Linked DNA regions of Danio rerio: all the other regions are linked to region 1. Evidence: chromatin contacts called from public Hi-C and Micro-C data. All regions are on one chromosome and are shown on one strand. Each heading gives the region's core, a stretch centred on a gene start, on an enhancer-like site or on the middle of the called end of the contact. The rest is flanking DNA. Distances are from core to core; before and after follow the strand shown. Region 1 holds the start of slc46a2 (solute carrier family 46 member 2). Region 2 has its middle 25 kb from the start of palm2akap2. Region 3 overlaps palm2akap2 (PALM2 and AKAP2 fusion).

The links. Hi-C and Micro-C count contacts between places; a contact is called where the count stands out from the background.
Region 2: a contact with region 1 is called in a Hi-C map of an unstated tissue, with 12 times the contacts expected there. The contact joins the enhancer-like site here to the promoter of slc46a2 in region 1. A contact is called at or near these places in 2 of 18 Hi-C or Micro-C datasets (caudal fin and an unstated tissue) and 1 of 4 datasets of contacts at active chromatin or transcription factors (embryo).
Region 3: a Micro-C map of caudal fin shows a contact between it and region 1, with 4 times the contacts expected there. The contact joins the enhancer-like site here to the promoter of slc46a2 in region 1. A contact is called at or near these places in 3 of 18 Hi-C or Micro-C datasets (caudal fin, hematopoietic stem cells and an unstated tissue) and 1 of 4 datasets of contacts at active chromatin or transcription factors (embryo).

Annotation. Positions count from the first base shown.
Region 1 is chr10:5,396,651-5,400,217 of GRCz12tu, forward strand. It overlaps slc46a2 (solute carrier family 46 member 2), which reads left to right and starts at 1,912. Exons shown (of 4, transcript XM_017357996.3): 1 at 1,912-2,960. The coding sequence starts at 1,985. It also overlaps a transcript of lyrm7 not described here.
Region 2 is chr10:5,165,449-5,169,015 of GRCz12tu, forward strand. It overlaps a transcript of lyrm7 not described here and a transcript of plppr1 not described here. Among named protein-coding and RNA genes, the nearest start is that of palm2akap2, 25 kb to the right of the region's middle. Within about 2 kb of position 1,978, at least 6 of the 62 cell types and tissues checked have an H3K27ac peak or open chromatin away from gene starts, as enhancers often do.
Region 3 is chr10:5,267,782-5,271,348 of GRCz12tu, forward strand. All of the region lies in intron 3 of palm2akap2 (PALM2 and AKAP2 fusion), which reads left to right. It also overlaps a transcript of lyrm7 not described here and a transcript of plppr1 not described here. Among named protein-coding and RNA genes, the nearest start is that of palm2akap2, 78 kb to the left of the region's middle. Within about 2 kb of position 1,965, at least 12 of the 62 cell types and tissues checked have an H3K27ac peak or open chromatin away from gene starts, as enhancers often do.

The sequences.
Region 1 (3,567 bases), core at 662-3,161:
TTGGTAGTGTTACAACTCTCCCTGTGTTTCAATACCCATTATACCTGGTCTCCCCTACTATATTTGGATCATGCAGTATCTATCTTACAAGATATTCTTTTTATTCATAAGGTTTTAATTGTATTTATTTATCTGTCAGGCTATAGTGATTAGGTAGGCTTTAACGTATTCAGCCTTTCAGTATAGGCCAACAGCAAAGTAGAAAGAGTTTGGCCTCATAAAATAATCCCCCAAACAGCTGTCAAAATTGACCAAAAACCATACATTTTATTCTGTCACTAATTGATATATACATTCATCACAATGGAAAATATTTTTGTTTTTAGAATATTTATTAGTGATGCATGCAATGATTACAGAATCACCAAAAAATGCAAAGAATGGCTGATTTTTCAACAATTACAAAAAGAGATTGAAAGCTTCGTCTGGCAGAGGAACAACTGACACTGAGCAAACCACCAGACTTGAGATCCGCCTCAGACAAGCATAAAGGTAAAGTTGGCTTTATATTTGCACATTCATTCATTTAGCAGTCTTTATATTGTTTACCATTTTACCTTGAATATTCGATCGGAATTAGCATGCAAATATGACTTCTAAACAACATTAACACAATCTAATTCACCGTGAACAATGTTGTACTTTGATAGTCATTTGCTGCTAATATAATTTCCCTATTTAGAATTTCTATGAGAATGTCTGAATATATGAAACCAACTTGACCTCTATCAGACAAGCTGATCTCTCCACATCAGATGAGGAAGTCTGAAATTACTGTGGAGTTTTTAACTTTGTCTTTTATTTAATTAAATACATCTATGTTTGAAGCCTGTTATGAATACCCTCAATGTGCAGTGTTTGTGTTGTAGGTCTCAGATGAGCCGACTGCTGGAGGAGGATGGGGTGGGGTTTTTCTTGTTTTTTTTAAATGTGTGTTTTCATTTTAAATAAAAATAAACTTATATTTACCCCACACTGGTTAATCTACGTGTTGCTCTTTAGTTCTACATTGTGATTTCCCAGCTGTTTGAGCACTGCATCAAGATTTAGTGATCCTGAAAAGTTCTTATATGGATCAGATTGATCCAATGCGATGTTGCTTTGAAAAACTGGCTCAAACAGTAAGCTGGATTACATGATCACGGATTGCAATAAAAAAATACTAAATCCGGATCAATTTTATCCAGATTAAACCTTTTTAAAAACCAAACAAAGGGCTAAGCCAAAAAGAAAATGAATGAATGAATGAATGAATGAATGAATGAATGAATGAATGAATGAATGAACATATTTAAAGAAACACAAATGTGTATACTGTATAACATTTGTAGGCTATAAATTTGTATTCATTAGAAAACAATTATACATTAAACAATGAATAATTTTTAGAAAGTGTAATCTGATTAAATAGCTAAATTAAAATAAACTAAAATAAAAGATTTGATTTAGAATCAATTGGGTGAATTAAAAATCATGGAAATAAGGCTATTAATGACTAAAATAATAATAATTATTATTATAATAATAATAATTCATGTAGGTCAAAATAAATTAATATTTTCATGTGAATCATGTCTTTACAAAAGACTTTAAGATCTCTTTACGACAGAGCATCATCATGACGTGAAATTAGATCACTGCTTTTTCTTAAGATCCTGTTTGACTAGTTCCTAAACCAGGCAAGCAGGTTGCGTCACTTCGGGGATTTCGATTTACAGTATATAATTTTATAAAAGTTTCTACATTTTAAAAAAACGCATATACGCTAGCCAATTTAATCTGCTGACATTCAGTCAACAAATCTGTGTGCGTCCTTTTAACTTAATCAGCAGCAGTGTCGTTTGTTTGTGTATCCTTGACCGCTGAAACATGACGAACCACTGAAAGTATTTCAGCCCGCAACTTCCCCATAGCAGAATGACGCGTATGGGCACAGTAAACAGTCGACTCCGTTCTGTTTGCCTTTAATAAGTCCACATCGATCATGGTTACCTGTCGAAAATACATCGCTCCTCTGGTCTTCAGCGCCCAGGTGGCCAGCTCGTTTTTTGACACCGCTCTCCAAATGGTCGTCAAAGAGCGATGCGCAAACGCCACGGACTCAGACGGCCAGCAGAAAGCCATCACCAACTTCAACATGACCTATAATATGATTGCCAAGTTCATGCCGTTTCTGCCCGCGATCCTCCTGGCTAAAGTCGGAGACAGGGGTTACAGGAAAGTGCCGATAGTCGTTCCACTGGTCGGCTACTTTCTGTCCAGAGGGTTGCTGCTGTTGGATGTCGCTTTTGATTGGCCTCTCCAGGTGCTGTACGCGGTGCCGGTGATCCACGGACTGTGCGGGGGATTCGCGTCCTACTGGGCCGGTGTGATGGCGCTGGTGTCTGTCAGCTCTGGGGAGGAGGAGCGCTCCGTGAGCATCATGATGACCGAGCTGGTGTACGGAATCGCCGGCTTCATCGGGAGTTTGGCTTCTGGTCACTTATTCGCCCTCTATACAGTTAATCTCAAGCAAGGGGTCATTTTATCCGGTTCTAGTGTGGTCCTGTATCTTTTATGCCTGCTTTACGCGGCGACTTTCCTGCGCGTGGGTCCTCCGGCGGTGCTTGGAGATCGGCTGGAGCGCCGGGAAAGTTTTGGCATCATCAACCACGAGGCCCGGGATAAAATCAACATCGCTTTGCTGTTCGTCAGTGGGATTCTGTACGATATCGCAGTGGCCGGAGGGATGGAGATGCTGGCGGCGTACGTGCTCAAAGAGCCGCTGAACTGGGGCGCGACGCTGGTGGGGTACGGGAACGCGGCGGGGTCCCTCCTCTTTATCACTAGCTTTTTGGGGGTGAAGATGTTCACGAGATTGTCTCTAAGGGACGAGAGCATGATCATGGTAGGCATGGTGTCTTTCGCGACTGGGATCTACTTCATGGCATTTGTGACCACAACTCCAATGTACTTTTTGGGTAAGTAATTAAAATTAAATAATTAAATATAAATTAAATTAATAAATAAAATAATTTAAACAAATATTTTATTTAGTTTTACTTGATGCTTAATTACTTCCCAGAGATGGGTTGCGGCTGGAAGGGCATCCGCTGCGTAAAAACTTGCTGGAATCAGTTGGCGGTTCATTCCGCGGTGGCGACCCCAGATTAATAAAGGGACTAAGCCGACAAAAAAAAGAATGAATGAATGAATTATGCTTAATTAACCCTTTTGCAAGCGTACTTGTGTCCAAAACAGACCAGAGAGCATACACTCCAAAAATATGTCTGCTGTTAGTTCAAACTACTTATTTAAAATGAGCTAAAAAATAAAAACAATTTTTGAGGTTTTAGGAGGAAAACTTAATTGTTTTGCGTTCAATTAACTTAAATTCTATAAAAAAATTATAAGATAACTTAATTCCTTCATGTTGTTTCAACACAAATCAGTTGTGTGGATTTTTTAGTGTAGAGTTTAAGTAAGAATTATTAGCCCCCCTGAATTATTTTCCCCCCAATTTCGGTTTAATAAAGAGATTTTTTCAACACATTTCTAAACATAATAGTTTTAATAACTCGTCTCTAA
Region 2 (3,567 bases), core at 728-3,227, 230 kb before region 1:
AATTGGGACAGTATGGAAAATCCAGAAAACAACTACTTTGTCAAGTAACACAATACGTAGTTGCATCCACAAATGCCAGTTAAAACTGTACTGCCAAAAGGAAGCCCTATGTTAACAGTGTCCTGAAGCATTTGTGACAAAATGTAACAACGAAGACCCTGTACTGCTGCCCATCTTAAGACTTGTTTGCAGGAAGAATGGGACAAAATTACACCTGAAACACTCTTCTGTTCCTTAAGGCCTTTTAAGTGTTGTGAAAAGTGGTAAACTGTTCCAACTTTTTTTGAATGTTTTTGTGTGTTTAAAAGCGAAAATTGGAATATGTGTCAAAAGTTTCAGCTCACACCTACTATATCATCCGAGATTACAGATATAAGAAAGCTATATTTATACTGTACACTTACTGTAATATTTCTGGCATCACAACTGTTACATATTACAATGTACTTATATTTATATTACAATGTACTTATATTTATATTACGATGTACTTATATTTATATTACAATGTACTTATATTTATATTACAATGTACTTATATTTATAATACGATGTACTTATATTTATATTACAATGTACTTATATTTATATTACAATGTACTTATATTTATATTACAATGTACTTATATTTATATTACAATGTACTTATATTTATATTACAATGTACTTATATTTATGTTACAATGTACTTATTCTTTATTACAATAGTCCAAAGATAGACCAAATGTGTAGTCATTTATTCCTGTCTAATTATGGTTTTAAACTATTTATTTTTCTTTATTGATTTAGAACTAACATCTAGAACAGAAGTAGATACAATTTTTACTACCTTTCCATTTTTCCCCAAGCCATTTTTATGAGTTTGCCTTTTTTAAAATGCTTCTTTTGAACAACAATTCATAAGAACAATCTGACGTTCAATCTGTTCTTTCTTTAATGGAAGGGTGGCAATAATTTGTCCATGTCTGTAATTGTTTATGACATAATAAAATGTTTAGTATGGTGCAATTTGTTTTTTACAATACTTAAGCATCTATAACCTTTTTTTTTCTTAAGCATTATGAACTCTAGAGGCCCTTTCATACACCCGGCGCAATAAGACATAGGACGTATTTCCTTGATGTGTTGCTATTTTCAGACCAACGCAAACCTAATTTACTCGTTTTCTGACACGTTGTTTACATAGCAAATCCATTTGCGGCACTTTGAGGACTCATGGGTGTTTTGTTTTAGAAAAGAGGTGTGTTAAGGCGCATTGTTGGTACATTGCTATATTAAGGAACTAAAATAGACTTCGCAATAGACTAGCAAAATATTTTACTATAAAATCTAATATAAAATCGTACTCTTTTATTTCACTTGCTAAAATATTTTAAACATTATTATTTTCTACATGAATATGAAAACCAATGCCTTCATGCCTTCTTCATCATAAACTTTTTTAGTCTATTCATGACAATTTACGTTTGTATAATTCATTCATTTTCTTGTCTTGCCTTTATTAATCCGGGGTCGCCACAGCGGAATGAACCGCCAACTTATCCAGCACATTTTTATGCAGCGGATGCCCTTCCAGCCGCAACCCATCTCTGGGGATCAGAGGCACCCGGAGGAAACCCACGCGAACGCAGGGAGAACATGCAAACTCCACACAGAAACGCCATTTAGTGATTATATCATTAAATGTGCAGGGGGGCCTTACAATATTTTCCAGAAAAAAAGGGGGTCTCAGGCAAAAAAAAAAAAAAAGGTTGGGAACAACTGATCTAAAACATCTTATTTGTGTTCTGAAGATTGAAACAGCATGAAGTAAACACAGATGTTTTTCTTATTGTTTGTTTTAAATAGCAAACGTGGTTTTAGCTTTAGTAGTCTGTACAAACTCTGTCCCAAATGACCTTAAATAGTTGACTGATGAGGTGACAGTGCAAACGGTGGCAACTGAAAGCCCCTTCACGGACAAATACCAGAAAGAGCGTCAACAAAGCGAACATTGTACGAGTGTGTGATTTCTGCGGCTCCGTCACGTACATAAATGGCCTTGTCCTTTACGCCCACTTCTACGCTTTTTAATGCTGTTCAGGATTCTTTGTCTGAGTGTTTTTGTACTGTGATGTGTAGTAAATATGAGGGACAGATCCAGCTAAAAGGACTTAAAATCTGCTAATACTGTACACAAACCCTATTTAATGAATGGTAGAGGGTACAGCAGATGCTCATGGTTCAACAGAGCAGACCTGAAATCAGTGCTGCGCCTCTTGCTGGGCACACTTTTGACCGTCAGGCGTCGCAGGAATGCAGAGGATCGAGTAACCAAACAACAGATGCTAGTTTATGCTGCAGATCTGAAGAAAGTGAGTAGATTGGTGACTGCTTTATTCATCTCACTGTGGTTAGATCTTTAATTATAATTATTATAACAATGATTTTATTATTGATTTTTTAAACTTCTGCTTCACTTGATTGCGTTGTTTTCTTTGTTTTCGGTTCGAATCATATGTACAGTTCAAGTTATTAGTTATTATTCTTGTTCTTTTTTAAATATTTCCAAAATGATGTTCAACAGAGCAAGGAAATTTTCACAGTATGTCTGATAATATTTTTCCTTCTGGAGAAAGTCTTATTTGTTTTATTTCGGCTAGAATAAAAGCAGTTTTAATTTTTTTAAGAACCATTTTAAGGTCAAAATTATTAGCCCCTTTAAGCTATTTATTTTTTTAATAGTCTACAGAAAAAAACACTGTTATACAATAACTTGCCTAATTACCCTAACTAACCTAGTTAACCTAATTAACATATTTAAGCCTTTAAATGTCACTTTAATCTGTATAGAAGTGCCTTAAAAATATCTAGTAAAATATTATTTACTGTCATCATGACAAAGATAAAAGAAACCAGTTATTAGAGATTAGTTAATAAAACTTTTATGTTTAAAAATTTGTTGAGAAAATCTGCTCTCCGTTAAACAGAAATTGGAGAAAAAAAATAAACAGGGGGGCTAATAATTCTGCCTTCAACTGTATGTCAAGTACGCAATATCACATAAATCATGAATGCTGCTTTTAACAGTCCAAATGTATCCTATTGTGATACTTAAGTTAAAATTGGGTTATTTTAGAAACCATATTGCATGCTTTTGCGGTTTAAAATATATAGTTTCATTTAAGAGTATTCTTATGTTATGTTCAGCAATTTTCCATGCTAATTAGAATAATTAGTTTTAAAAACATAAACAAATAAAGTTCTGTAATCATTCACTCATCACATGTTGTTTTAAACCCATATTATTATTTTTATAATATTTTTAACCCATATCTATATAATTATTTATAGTTAAAGACTAATTATTTTTTCAGGATATCAACTACCAACTGATGCTAACAGCATACACATGAAATAACGTTGTCCAAATATCAAGTCATGTAAATTTGTGTGATACATACAGTATATGATAGAAAGTGCATTTTGTTCATTTACTTTTTCATGTTTTTATTTACTTTTTATTAAGCCATAACCTGCTTATCCATGACGTTTCACAATGCATTAACCTGCACCGAAGAGTTGAAG
Region 3 (3,567 bases), core at 715-3,214, 130 kb before region 1:
TCATGACAAAAAATGTATTTCATTTGTGCATTAGTTATATATTTACAAGTTTTAGTTACATTTAATATAGTTTTAGTATTACAACGATGGGCTGGGGCGAAGCAGTGGCGCAGTAGGTAGTGCTGTCGCCTCACAGCAAGAAGGTCGCTGGTTCGATCCTCGGCTCAGATGGCGTTTCTGTGAGGAGTTTGCATGTTCTCCCTGCGTTCGCGTGGGTTTCCTCCGGGTGTTCCGGTTTCCCCCACAGTCCAAAGACATGTGGTACAGGTGAATTGGGTGAAGTTCACATGAAGTAACATGAAGTTTGCATGTTCTCCCTGTGTTAGAGTGGGTTTCTAAATTGTAGGCTAAATTGTCTGTATAGTGTATGTGTGTGAACGAGTGTGAATGGATGTTTGCCAGTGATGGGTTGCAGCTGGAAGGGCATCCGCTGCGTAAAACCTAAGCTGAATAAGTTGGCGGTTCATACCGCTGTGCTGATCTCAGGTTAATAAAGGGACTAAGCTGAAAAGTAAATGAATGAATGAATTACAAATACATTTTTTACACAAACTTAATATTTTAGTCAGTTTAATTTATGAAAGTTGAGATTAAGTTAATGTGATTCAACTAAAAAAATTTTGAGCATCAATATTTTTTGCAGTGTATTATTATTAATATTGTGATTTAGAATACTCTTCGCTTAAAAGAACACTACACGTAAAATTAGCTTCTGTTTTTTAAGTCACCATAGAGTTAAATAGTTGAATTTGACCATTTTTTAAAAATATACAACAAATGAATTTAGTTTAGCTTAGCTTAGCATAATTAATTGAATCGGATTAGACCATTAGCATATCACTTCAACTACCCACATTCACTTCTTGCAGACTTCCTAGTTTCTCTACAGTAGTAAATATATGATTATAAGCTATAAATTATTTAAATAAGGTGTTTCATCTTGGATTATTTCCAGCTGTAGCCTTTTTTTTAACACAGATCTATCAATTACCTGTGGTGTTATTTCAATGACAAATGTCGTAAGCGCAGTATTAGATGTCAAGATGGCATTTATATAATAGCCTACAAGCATGCAAATCTCTGCTTGCTCGCTGATTTCCTCTGAACATGCACAAAACTTCTTGCACGCCCCTCAAATATAAGCGGCTCAAGCACAGATCTTCTTGTGCGCTCTCAAATAAACGCTGCTGAAGTGCGATTTAGTGCGTTTACGTAACTAGTATGTCTCGAGAATTTATTAGATATAATGTAATTTACTGTGAAAAATTACAGTGACGTTATGAAAATCTGGAAAAAAATTTTACAGTGCAGATGCGGATGAAGCATCAAGCGTGAGTGATTTACATGTTAAGTCAATGCAAAGATTTGGCTTTAGTATTGATTAATCTAATGTACATGCACAGATATGATTTTGTAGAGCAGGGGTGTCAAACTCAATTACTGGAGGGCCGAAGCCCTGCAGAGTTTAGTTCCAACCCTCCAACACACTGACCTGTAGGTTTCAAACAAGCCTGAAGGACTCAATTAGTTTGATCAGGTGTGTTTAATTAGGGTTGGAACTAAACTGTGCAGAGCTGCGGCCCTTTTGGAACTGAGTTTGACACCTGTGCTGTAGAGCTTCTTATTAAAAACATGAATTTAAAAGAGAGATGTGTGAGGGGTGTACTTATATATGCTGAGCACTGTATATAAATTTAGCAGTCCCATGAAGAAACACAAGTGTTCCCCCTGAATGAAAACAGAAACATAAAACCAGATTTCCTGTTTTCATATTACTATCAAGTTTGGGCCGTACAGATGTGCTGGTCATTGAGTGAAATCAGTGTGAGGAATGCAGAGTCGTGTACTCGGCTTCTGGAAATGAATGAGACACATCCCTTCAGTGTCCATTAACCCGTGCATATTCCACCGTTCCCAGCGGACTCCATTCTCACTCATTCTGAATGCTGGCAGTCGATGTGGAAGCCGCTCTGCCTCGACGCCCAGCGCCGTTTCCTGCCATTGTTCACTTCACTGAGGTTACGTGGTCTATAATAACAAAAGAGAAAGAGCCTTCCCACGATTCCTGACGAAAAAAAAATCCTTTTGCAAGAGGACATGTGCTTTCTGTGTGTACAAACATAATGGATGACTGCGAGCGGATCAACGTGTGGCAGCGTGTGAACTTTGTTTAGGTGGATTGTAATGTCATTTTTAATTAAAGGAAAGATTTCTGGTTTCTCAAAGTAACTCAAAAAAGAAGGGTTGAAAATACATCAGGTAAAATGTTGGAAAAAACACCTGATCTGCTGTTTTTTTTTTTTTTTTTGGAATGTTCTGCTACTAAAAATAAAATAAAATGCTAAAAAGTGATCTCATTCTGGGAGAAATATCTGTGTAATGACTAAAATAGAGTGAGATATTCAATCTCACAATTATTTATCACAATTATCTAAATGTACAGTTGAAACCAGAAGTTTACATACACTGTATAAAAAGGCACATTAACCATTTAAAAAAGTCAGATGTTAATGTAACTAAACGTTTTCTCTTTTGGGTAAGTTAGGATTATCACATTAGTTTCTGTTATACTTAATAGCAGAATATTGAGAGAGAGAGATTTTTTGAGAAATTGTTATAACTTTTCTTGACAGCCAAGTTTACATACAATAAGATTATTATACCTCTGAAAAAGCTCAGATGATGGTGTCAAGGTTTTGGAAGTTTCTGATTGGCTAATTGACAACATTTGAGTTAATTGGAGGCACAACTGTCGAATAGTATTTAAAGAAAACCTCAAACACACTGCTTCCCTGTGTGACAACATGGGAAAATCAACAAGCCAGAATCAACAACAAAGCCAGATTACAGTTTGCACTGGGAAGAAGAATAATTTTTGGAGACATGTCCTGTGGTCTGCTGAGATTGAACTGTTTGGCCATAATGACCAGTGTTACATTTGTAGGACAAAGGGGAAAGCTTACAAGCCTAGGAACGCCATCCCAACTGTGAAGTATGGGGGCGGCAGCATCATGTTGTGGGGCTGTTTTGCTGCAGGAGGGACTGGTCCACTTCACAGCATAGATGGCATCATGAAGAAAGAACATTATGTAGAAATACTGAAGCAACATCTCAAGACATCAGCCAGGAAATTAAAACTTGGCCACAAATGGGTCTTCCAAACAGACCATGACCCTAAGCATACTGCCAAATTAGTTAAAATGTGCTTTAAGGACAACAGAGTGAATGTGTTGGAGTGGCCATCACAAAGCCCTGATCTCAATCCTATAGAACATTTGTGGGCAGAGTTGAAAAAGCTTGTGCGAGCAATCTGACTCAGTTACACCAATTCTGTCAGGAGGAATTGACCAAAATTCCTTCAAACTATTGTGAGAAGCTTGTGGAAGGATACCCAAAACATTTTACCAAAGTTATACAGTTTAAAAGCAAAGCTAAAAATACCAAGAAAATGTGTGTAAACTTTTGACTGGAAATTAATAAAAAATTCTCAAAAAAAAATCTCATTATTCTGGCAATTAGCAAAGTGAATAATTTAGGTAATCCTAAAGGATCTAAAATAGTAAATTC